Linked DNA regions of Mus musculus: regions 1 and 3 are each linked to region 2. A link is a contact called in public Hi-C and promoter capture Hi-C data. All regions are on one chromosome and are shown on one strand. Each heading gives the region's core, a stretch centred on a gene start, on an enhancer-like site or on the middle of the called end of the contact. The rest is flanking DNA. Distances are from core to core; before and after follow the strand shown.

What was found. Promoter capture Hi-C pulls out the DNA fragments that hold promoters and counts their contacts. Hi-C and Micro-C count contacts between places; a contact is called where the count stands out from the background.
Region 1: a contact with region 2 is called in a promoter capture Hi-C map of embryonic stem cells, with 2.1 times the contacts expected there. The contact joins the promoter of Ldhc here to the promoter of Kcnc1 in region 2. A contact is called at or near these places in 2 of 39 promoter capture datasets (embryonic stem cells and liver) and 1 of 484 Hi-C or Micro-C datasets (bone marrow-derived macrophages).
Region 3: a contact with region 2 is called in a Hi-C map of cortical neurons, with 6 times the contacts expected there. The contact joins the promoter of Kcnj11 here to the promoter of Kcnc1 in region 2. A contact is called at or near these places in 10 of 39 promoter capture datasets (the 3T3-L1 cell line, cranial neural crest, embryonic stem cells and 5 more), 2 of 15 datasets of contacts at CTCF or cohesin (the NIH/3T3 cell line and embryonic stem cells), 42 of 484 Hi-C or Micro-C datasets (the C2C12 cell line, the G1E-ER4 cell line, the N1E-115 cell line and 23 more), 15 of 115 datasets of contacts at active chromatin or transcription factors (acute myeloid leukemia, astrocytes, embryonic basal ganglia and 8 more) and 3 of 9 other capture datasets (adipose tissue, embryonic stem cells and macrophages).

What each region holds. Positions count from the first base shown.
Region 1 is chr7:46,859,202-46,862,676 of GRCm38.p6, reverse strand. Ldhc (lactate dehydrogenase C) reads right to left here and starts at 1,414. Exons shown (of 8, transcript NM_013580.4): 1 at 1,376-1,414; 2 at 782-914. The coding sequence starts at 907. It overlaps Gm39011 (a long non-coding RNA gene), which reads left to right and starts at 1,433. Exons shown (of 3, transcript XR_882073.3): 1 at 1,433-1,513.
Region 2 is chr7:46,394,514-46,397,857 of GRCm38.p6, reverse strand. Kcnc1 (potassium voltage gated channel, Shaw-related subfamily, member 1) reads right to left here and starts at 1,390. Exons shown (of 4, transcript NM_001112739.2): 1 at 1-1,390. The coding sequence starts at 180.
Region 3 is chr7:46,098,548-46,102,043 of GRCm38.p6, reverse strand. Kcnj11 (potassium inwardly rectifying channel, subfamily J, member 11) reads left to right here and starts at 1,807. Exons shown (of 1, transcript NM_010602.3): 1 at 1,807-3,496. The coding sequence starts at 2,147. The coding sequence ends at 3,319.

The DNA of each region.
Region 1 (3,475 bases), core at 165-2,664, 460 kb before region 2:
GATCTGAGAGTGTCTGCGCTCAGCTGGCCAGGGTTGGAATCCCAGAATTCAGGCAAACTGCTCAGCTAGAATCACACTGCAAACCACCATGCCTGCCTGCCTGCCTGTCTCTGTCTCTGTCTCAATCTCTGTCTCTGTCTCTCTTTGTCTCTATCTCTGTCTGTGTCTCTGTGTCTATTTCTATTTCTGTCTCTATCTGTCTCTGGCACTATCTGTCTGCCTTTGTCTTTGTCTGTTTCTGTCTCTCTGTCTCCTCTGTGTGTCTCTTTGTTTCTGTCTCTATCTCTGACTCTCTGTCTCTGTCTCAATCTCTGTCTCTCTCTGTCTCCCTTTGTCTCTATCTCTGACTCTCTCTCTGTCTCTATCTCTCTGATTCTCTGTCTCTATGTCTCTGTCTGTCTCTATCTCTGACTCTGTCTCTGTATCTCTCTGCCTCTCTGTCTCTCCTCTCCCTGCTCTTCTTTCTCTCCCTCTCTTAACATTTCCTTTCTCCCTCCTTCTACCCTTCCCTCCACTCCCCTCCCCTGCCCTGCCCTTCTCTCCTCTCCTCTCTGAATTCTGGCCAAGAATTTCACATAGTCCAGCCCAGCCTCAAAGTTATCTGTAGTTGTGGATGATCTTGAACTCCAGACCTTCTTGGCCTCCACTTACCAAGTCCTAAGATGACAGGCCCGTGCCAATGACCACACGTAGCCAACACTTAAAATTTGTCAACACCACAGGTTTTACACGTTTCCATTAATGCTTAATTTCCTGCCAGAAGGCTTTATTGCTTACTTACCTTCAGTAAAATACTAATAGCACACGCCATGCCCACATTTCCAACTCCGACCACAGTAATCTTACACCGGGAAAGTTTATCTTCCGGAACTAGGTTCTGAATCAGCTGCTCCTTGACGGTGGACATGTTGAGCCTGTAGAGTAGAAGGGACCGTCAGTGAATACCTACTCCTGTAGGCAAGACATTAAACAACTTTTTTTTTGGTAGGGAGGAGTGTTAAGGGTTTCACATTGTATCTAAGGCTAGCCAGGAGGTCAATATGTAGTCTAGGCTGGCCTTGAACTCAGCCTCAGCCACTCAAGAGTGCTAGGATTGCAGGCCTGGATCATCCCACCTGTCTAGGAACTCTATGGAGTTCGCAGAGCACAAGGAAGCAAAAGCCTTCTCTAGCTAGAGTGTGGGAGTGAATGAAGCCTCAATGAAGCAAAAGATGACTTCTGGCGACAGGCTCCTCCTCCATTCAGGCTCCTCCTCCCTGCAGGCCCTCCCCCCTACCCCCCCCCCCCCCCCCCAGCTCACAGGCCTACAATGGCTTTCCTTCCCAGGTGAAAGAAGGCACTGGCCACTTCCTCTGGGGAGGCCGAAAACACACACCTTACTGCTGACTCCGCAGCACAGGTAAGAAACCAGGATAACTGTTGGGTCCAGGAGCCAACAGTTATAACGGAAAAGGAACGTCACAAAGTCAACGTCAGCACGCAAGCCCCGCCCACTGCCTGCTCAGGTACCTTGGTGCGTGCACCTGCATGGCCTACCTCAGGTTTTAGGAGACGACTCCAGACGGTTTCCAAGGCCTCTAGTGTAAGATGTAGAAGCCCTGGGACCACACAGAAGATGGCAGCCAGTTTGGCCAGCATCCCTTTAAAGGCCACTTTTCTGCTGGGAGGAAATGCAGAACTTTGAGTTTGAGGAGCATACCTATGGACCCTTTGCCCTTACATCTGTGTGTAGGCATTGAGGGTTGGGGGCATCTGTCTGTTTGCTTGCTTTTGTTTTGTTTTGTTTTGTTTTGCTTTCGAGCCAGGGTTTCTCTGTGTAGCCCTGGCCGTCCTGGAACTCTGTAGACCAGGCTGGTCTCCCAACTCAAGAGATCTACCTGCCTCTGGGATTAAAGGGATTTGCCCCCACCACCTAGCTGTTAGGAGGCTTTTACATCGCTACTGGTCTAGAGAGAAGGCTCCTTCAATAAAAAGCTCCCAATGCAAGCGTGAGGGTTTGACTTGAATCCCCAGAACAAAGGTGTAAGTTGTTACTTAGTCATTAATCCATGTATGGGGGTAGCAGAGACAGCGGCTCCATGGGGCTCCGTAGACAGCCATCTTAGCTTTAATTATGAGTGTCCTTGTCTCAAAAAACAGGGTGGATGACACCTTGGGGCAGGGGAACAATACCTGATAGCATCCTCTGGCCTCCGTGTGTACTAGCTTGCACATGCATGTGTACACACACACACACACACACACACACACACACACACACACTATGTTAGGGTTCTCTAAAGCAGTGGTTCGCAATCTGTGGGTTGCTACCTCTTTGTGTGTGTGTTGGGGGGGGGTGTCACATCAGATATTTACAATTCCTAACAGTGGCAAACTTACAGTTATGAAGTAACAAAATAATATTATGCTCTGCCATTGCTGGAGCAATCTCCACTCTAAAACCAAAACTTCTCGGTCATCAGAACTTAGGTGTCAGGAACAAGAAGCAAAGAATTTCCTGAGGAGTCACTAAGGGTGGTGGGGAATGGAGCCACTCTTTTTTTTCTGCCTCTTCATTCCTGGCTCTGTGGGTCCTGGCTATGGGAGAAAGTGTGCCGTGTATGGGTGCTGATCCAAACACACTCCCTTCTGGAGAGCTCTCCCTAGCCCTCCAGGCTGCTGCCATTTAACCAGTGCTGTGATGGGGTCTTCAAGGAGCCAGCTCACTCTTACCAGGACAGGTGCTTTAGCGTGGCTGTGGAACATGGCAGACCAGTGAGTCCATGAGCATGCTGGGCCCACTGTCACATTTCTCTGGCTGGAAAGCCAGTTTCTTGGTCAGAAGCAATGACTGTGGACATGGCATGCTGTAAGCCCACCCGTGGTTCTGGCAGAAGTATTATGTGCGGGAAAGGCAAGTCCGTAACTAGAGTCATCTCCAGTAAGGGCAAAGTGTCCTATCCGTGAAGCAAGGGGTCTGCAGCTTGCTGAAACTCCAGAGAATGGTGTCATGCTAGGGGATTCAGTGTTGGTCTCTGTCACTCGGCAGTAACTGCATTAACCTTGATGAGTGGAAATCTATGTTGTCGAACCCCATTTCTGCCAACAGTCTGACCTGGTGCATCAGATAATTCCCAACTCATGGTAGGCAGCTCATGGTAACTTAGTGTCCTTTTGTCAAACTTCAGTTTCCAGTAATGCTTAATAACAGGCCCAACACTCTTAAAGGAAAAACAGTAGTCTGCACATGACGGGAGAGCCTTGCTCCAAAATCTCAAAGGTCTCCACTGTGACCCACCTCCTGTAGCCTGCCAAAGGCTCCCAACAGCATCTATCTGCCGCTACACCCCAGCTACCATTGGGTCTGCTTGATCATATGTTTCAAATGGGAGAACAGTTTGCACAGCTGCCTGGACCTGCGAGGCTTCTCTTGTTCCAGGGCCCACACAAAGCTAGCAGCTTTCTGAGTCACTTGGTATATGGGCCTGAGTAACAC
Region 2 (3,344 bases), core at 141-2,640:
GTGGCGGTCGAAGAAGAACTCGTCGGCACGCGGGTCATAGTCGAAGTGGCTGTGGGCGTCCGGCTCTGCCAGCCAGGCAAGCCGCGTGCCGGGCAGCGTGCGCAGCGTCGAGCGGTACGTCTGGTGGCGCGTGCCGCCCACGTTGATCACGATGCGCTCGCTCTCGTCCCCTTGGCCCATCGCGGCGCCCCCTTAGGCATGGCGCGGCCCAGCGACACCCATGGGAGCTGCCGCCAGGGGGAGTTGGCGACGGGGAGGGGGGCGCAGGGCCTCTTCCCCCCTCCCCCCAGCCGTCGGGGGGCACAGAGGACCGCGGCTCTGGCCACCCACCCCAACCAACGAGCCAAGCTCCCTCAGGGGGAGCTGTCAGGCAGGTGCGGGTCCAGGGGTGTGTGCACGGGCTCCCTAGGGTCTTTAAGGCGCCTAGTGTGAGAGGGAGCTGGCCTGGCTGCGGAGGAGGCAGTGGAAGAGAGGAGGGAGGTAAAGAGGGAGGGAGGAAGGGAGTGGGGCGGCGCTCAGCGGCGAGGCCCGGGAGGAGGGGAGAGAGGATGGGGGGGCCGGGCTCCCGGTATCATCTCAGCGGGAAAATGGAGAAACCGACACAAAGCTTTTTAGGGGAAGGTCAGCTGCTCCGTTTCGGGGGCCGGACCGATAGACCAGCCCCAGCTGGGAAAGAGGGGGTTACGAGAAATCCGCGCTTGGCTCTGCGGTGGTCGCTGCAGCGCGCTCCCGGTGCGGTGGGGACGGATGCGGCTTGCTCTCCTCCCTGCGTGACCGGTCCCCTTCGGCTCTCCTTGCCTATCTGCCTACTCCCCTCGGTGGCGGGTGAAGCTGCCTGACCTCCCTCCTCGTTCCTTCTCCCCGCCTCCCGGAGGGGATGGCGGGTCCCCTGGGTAGGGGCACCAGGGTGCTGCCCCGCGGGGCGGCCGCTGAGCGCAGCACCTTGTGCGCTCGGGCTGGGTCAGGGGTTCCGCTGGGCTGCGTTGGGACTCAGGCTTCCGCGGCGGTGCTGAAGGGACAGCTCCCGGACGGCTGCGGAGCTGCGCTGGGCCGAGCGAAGGTTCTCCCGGCCGGGTTTGCTTGGCGGGGCCGGCGGGCACTGGCTCCGGTGTCTCTGCGCCCCGCACTCCGCTCTCTGCTCTAGGAGGGCGGGTGGCGCTGGCAGCCGAGGCGAGGGGCGCTGCCGAGGTCGGGCCCGGTAGGCGGGGGTGGCAGGTCCGGGCGCGGCGCAGCGAGACTGGCGAGGCCAGGGAGGCGAGGCGCGGAGCGGCCACCGCCGCCACCGCCGCCGCCGCGCCGCTGCTGCCTCCGGGCTGCTGCTCCGCTGCCTGCTCGCTTGCTCGTTCGCGCGGTCCGCGTCCAGCCCGCGGCTCTCCGGACACGGGCACACGGCGCGCGCAGCCGCACTCGCCCCCGGAGGGAGGCGCCGCGCTGGGTCCTAAAAAGCCCTGATTCTGCGCCCCCCTCCGAGGCCGGCACCGAACCCCGCCTCCCTCAACCCTGGCGCTGGGGGCGCCCGCCCTTCGTTGCCTCTTGCTCGGTGGGGACCCGCCGACGCTCCGCCCTAGGGGAGCTCCACTTGTTGGGCGGAGGCTCCCAGCGACGTCTGGGCCCGCGCCCCCGTCACACCGAGGTGAGAAGGGCGGCGGCCAGCTCCTCTTCTAACCCAGGAGCCATCTGATACCCTGAGCAGACAAGCCATTCCTTGACCAGGACGAGACTGACCTCTTAAGGAATCTTTTAATACCGACCCTTCCCGGGGAAGCCTGAAGGCCCAATGATTCTTTCAGAGATAACTTCTTACAGGGACTGTAAAATAATACCTTTTTCACCATCCCTCTGTCCTAACTCACCATTAATGATCAATCCCGAGCCCCTCTTGATCCCTTTGGCCCCTTTCAGGCCTTGAACCCTTCCTGATTCTAGGGTGGCTTAGTCACAACCATGACAGACAGACCTCAGTTTACCCAGAAAACTGAACTACCTTATGAAAACATGCACAAAGACTGCTCAGCCCCTTGAATACTGGCGGCCTCGCTCCCCTTCAGGCACTCTGGGTGGTGAGCCATGCATGTCCAGGGCTGTGGTCCCTACATACTGGAAGTTAATGCTGGGGACAGAGATCGTATTTCTAACTTCAAAGTCCTTCTGGCCCACGCTTGCCACTCACCCCTAGGTTTATTTAATCAACAGTCATTAGCTCTCATTCCGTACTTGCTCCAGATTCTCTACCAAGTACAAAAATCACACGGGACAAGTCAGACCCAGCTCTCAACCTCCAGGGACTCCCAGCTTTTTAAAGAAGTGAGCAGGTGGGATTGAGAGGGACTGGAAGGTCAGGCCCAGCTCCAGAGGCCACTGGGCTATGAAAGATGCTTATTGATTCCTGTCCACTACAATCGAACAGGCTGCCCCGGCACAGGGGATTTAATTAAGAAGCGAGAGACTCTTACCTGTTGGCTAACAGTGCAGATAGCTGTCTGTCTATACTGACCCCCAGGCACTGTTGCGAGCCTAGGGACAAACCTGTGACCTATCTCCCCACCTGATCGTGGGAATCACAGCACTAATTAAAACAGATCTTCATGTCACAGGGGGAAAGTGCGGGGAGGTAGAGAGGGGGTGAGAGGCGGGAGGCAGAGAGGCAGAGTTATCAGAAAGGGGCAGAGATGGACAGACAAAGAGGAGAAAAGTCTGAGGAGACCTCTTCCCTCCAGAAACTAATCACAGCGTTCCTCCAGACAGCCATTCCCTTTGGTCTCAGAGTGAGGCAGGATAGATGGCTTTCAGTGCCCTTCTCTCTCTGGCCAGAGTCTGTCCCATCTCCTGGTCCAGAGTGATGCACCTCCAGCCTGGCCCTGATTCAGATCCCTAGGACAGTGGCTTTCAGGATGCTCAGCCCAATCCTAAGATTAATAGAGACCCCGGAAGTGAGATTTTTTTTAAAAAGAGGCATGCAGAGACAAGGACATGTACAATCTCAGCTGTGAACGGTCAAGAGGCAGACCGACAAAGGGGCTTCCCTAGACTCTTCCTCAGGAAACCTGAGGAGCCAGCCACAGGGGCTCAGGCTGCCCCCTCTTCCCTGTCTGCAAAGCCACATAGGAGCAGAGCTTGGCTCTCCAAATGTCTCTCTAGTTCAGCTCTCTTTATCAAAGGACTGCGTGTGCCTCCAGAGCTTCTTTCCACAGAGCCCTAGACAGGGAAGCCCCTCACTGAAGTCGAAGTGATTCGCAAAAGGAAACCGGCTGGGACCCTAGAGTCCTGGCTTTAGAGGCTCCAGATGTCTAGACTCTTTAACTGAGACTGAGTCTTGAGTGAGGACTTACCAAGAACCTCTGAGA
Region 3 (3,496 bases), core at 558-3,057, 300 kb after region 2:
CAAAGTCCCTAGAGCCCCTCTCCAAGGGTTCCTTTCTCATGGCTAAAAGTTGAAGTGGCCTCGGAGATTTCTTGTGTGGCTGTGTTCTTAAACTGCCTACCCTTGTGTTATCCTCCCTGCCTCAGGCATAAACGGCCCTATCAGTATAGTCCAGCTCTCCCTCGCTCTTTGTAGCAGGGTCCACGATACCTACCAGCAGATCTGGAAAGAAGAAAATGCCATCTGAAAGTCCCCTGCTCAAAAGGAAACTGTCCCATGGTGGCCCGCATTCCCAGTGCCCCTATTACCCTAGCTCCAGCCTCAAGCCTTCACTCAAGCTACACAGTGGGTAGAGGTCTGTCTCAAGAGTCTGAGCCCCAGGGCAAGCCATTACAGCTCCATCAATCTCCAGGAGCCACTCCAGGGTGGCATCTGCAATGGAAACATCACTACTGTTCTTGACAAAAACCTGGGTCACCTACTCTGTACCCAAGCTAGCCCTGAATCAGCTGCTCAGGCCCAAACTCTCTCTCTCTCTCTCTCTCTCTCTCTCTCTCTCTCTCTCTCTCTCTCACACACACACACACACACACACACACACACACACACACACACACACACACCCAGGGCTAAAGGGAAGAAACCAGTCTGAAGGTCTACAGGGTGCAAAGCAGACACTGGCAGAACAAACCCTCTTAAAACTCAGGGACGGTAGCCAGGGCCTTGCGGTGCACTTGCAATCCCAGAACTCTGGGAGTGGAGGCAGAAGTTCAAGGTCATACTCTGCTACATGCCAAGTTTGAAGCCATCCTGGGCTATAAGAAATCCTGTCTTGAATAGGTAAATAAGCAAATAAATAAACAAATAAGTAAATAAATAGATGTAGGATCAAAAATAATCCTCAAAGGGAAGAAGAATCGTCGGTTGAGAAGTTCTGAGACTAATATTTCTCTCACCCCTGCCCCTGCGTTGATGATGTAACCTTTCGCTGCCTTCTTTCCCTGGGTATCAAGTGCTGTGTAAGAGGCAGGTAAGACTTAACTATGGACCGGGCAAAAATAGAAGTCAGGGGTATAGGGGCCGCTGAACCAACCTAAGAGAATTCCACAAAAGCAACTTCTTCAGAGCCATCCTCAGTTTGAAGCCCCATGGCCTGGCTGAGGACAGTGAGCAGGCAAGGGCGGGACGAGAATCCTCTGTGGGCGGGGCTTGCGTCTAGGCCCACCTCTACCTCTCAGGAGCCGATCTGGCGCCCTCTGGCGGCGGAGGCTGCACTCGCTCTCGGGAGCCCCCCGCCCGCAGCCTCCCACCCCCACCGCGCACGGGTCGGTGCCTGAGGACGGGCTCACAGACACACGCCAGGGAAGCCGGCCGGGAGTGAGCAACCCGGAGTGGGAGGGGGCAGGGAGGTGGCCGCTGCTTGAGCAGCACGAGCAGGTGCGGCGGCGACAGGCGGGGTGGGAACGGAGCGGCGGCGGGGGCTGCGGGCGGGCGGCAGGGCAGCAGGGAGGCCGCGACGCGGAGCCACTGGGGTCTGGGCGGCGGGGGGCGAGGGGATCCAGAGCGTAGACGGTTGCGGGGTGACTCGAAGGGCACCGGATCCCAAGGAGACTAGAGGACAAGGGCTAGAGAAGGAACGGGAGAGCGGCGAGGGAGCCAGGGGAGGGGTGGGATGGGAAATCCGGGGCACACCTGGAGAGGAGACTGGGTCAAGAAGTAAGGCTGGTCCTTGGAGGGGACCGGGGACAGAAGTGGGTGAGGTCAGAGAAGAGCGCGGGGGGGGGGGTGCTGAGGGGGGGGTCGAGTGAGGGCTGGTAAGTTGGGAGACCCGGAGGTGACAAGTTCTGAGGTGGTTTGAGAAGAAAGGCTGGGCCAGGGAAAGGGAGTTAGAGGGGGGTCCTGGGGCGGTGGAGGAGAGCTGAGCGGGTAGAGCACAAGCTGGGTTGGGGGCTCAGTAAGCAATGAGCAGGTGGAGCCGGCATCTGAGGCTAGTAGTATAAAGAGAAGCAGAACCCAGCTGAGGGGCATACCAGCCTAGAGGTTGGTACAAGCTTAGGGTAACCTGAGGAGAGGGCTCAGAGAGGGGGACCCCACAAAGAGGCCCTAGGCCAAGCCAGTGTAGTGCCTCCCCCCATGGGGGAAACCCCTTCCCGGGGCCAACGGAGCCATGCTGTCCCGAAAGGGCATTATCCCTGAGGAATATGTGCTGACCCGGCTGGCAGAGGACCCTGCAGAGCCCAGGTACCGTACTCGAGAGAGGAGGGCCCGCTTCGTGTCCAAGAAAGGCAACTGCAACGTCGCCCACAAGAACATTCGAGAGCAGGGCCGCTTCCTGCAGGATGTGTTCACCACGCTGGTGGACCTCAAATGGCCACACACTCTGCTCATTTTCACCATGTCCTTCCTGTGCAGCTGGCTGCTCTTTGCCATGGTCTGGTGGCTCATCGCCTTCGCCCACGGTGACCTGGCCCCCGGAGAGGGCACCAATGTGCCCTGCGTCACAAGCATCCACTCCTTTTCATCTGCCTTCCTTTTCTCCATCGAGGTCCAGGTGACCATTGGTTTCGGCGGGCGCATGGTGACAGAGGAATGTCCCCTGGCCATCCTCATTCTCATTGTGCAGAATATCGTCGGGCTGATGATCAACGCCATCATGCTGGGCTGCATCTTCATGAAAACGGCCCAGGCCCATCGGCGGGCAGAAACCCTCATCTTCAGCAAGCATGCTGTGATCACCCTGCGCCATGGCCGCCTGTGCTTCATGCTGCGCGTAGGGGACCTCCGAAAGAGCATGATCATTAGCGCCACCATCCACATGCAGGTGGTGCGCAAGACCACCAGCCCCGAGGGCGAAGTTGTGCCTCTCCACCAGGTAGACATCCCCATGGAGAATGGCGTGGGTGGTAACGGCATCTTCCTGGTGGCCCCACTCATCATCTACCACGTCATCGACTCCAACAGCCCGCTCTACGACCTGGCTCCTAGTGACCTGCACCACCACCAGGACCTGGAGATCATTGTCATCTTGGAAGGCGTGGTAGAAACCACGGGCATCACCACCCAGGCCCGCACCTCCTACCTAGCTGACGAGATTCTATGGGGGCAGCGCTTTGTCCCCATTGTGGCCGAGGAGGACGGCCGCTATTCTGTGGACTACTCCAAATTTGGTAACACCATTAAAGTGCCCACACCACTCTGCACAGCCCGCCAGCTTGATGAGGACCGCAGTCTGCTGGATGCCCTGACCCTCGCCTCGTCGCGGGGGCCCCTGCGCAAGCGCAGTGTGGCTGTGGCGAAGGCCAAGCCCAAGTTTAGCATCTCTCCAGATTCCTTGTCCTGAGTTGCAGTTCCTCAGGCCCCCACTCACTTGTGTGGGCACGTGGAAAGTGAAGTATGGTATGTAGAGTGGTGGGGTGCGAGCCTCTTGGCCAGACGAGGGTCTGGTGTGGGACAAGACCCTGCTCGGCTCAGCCTCCCCGCTGCTGTGTGTCTGGGGTGTTACAAGATACTTGTCACT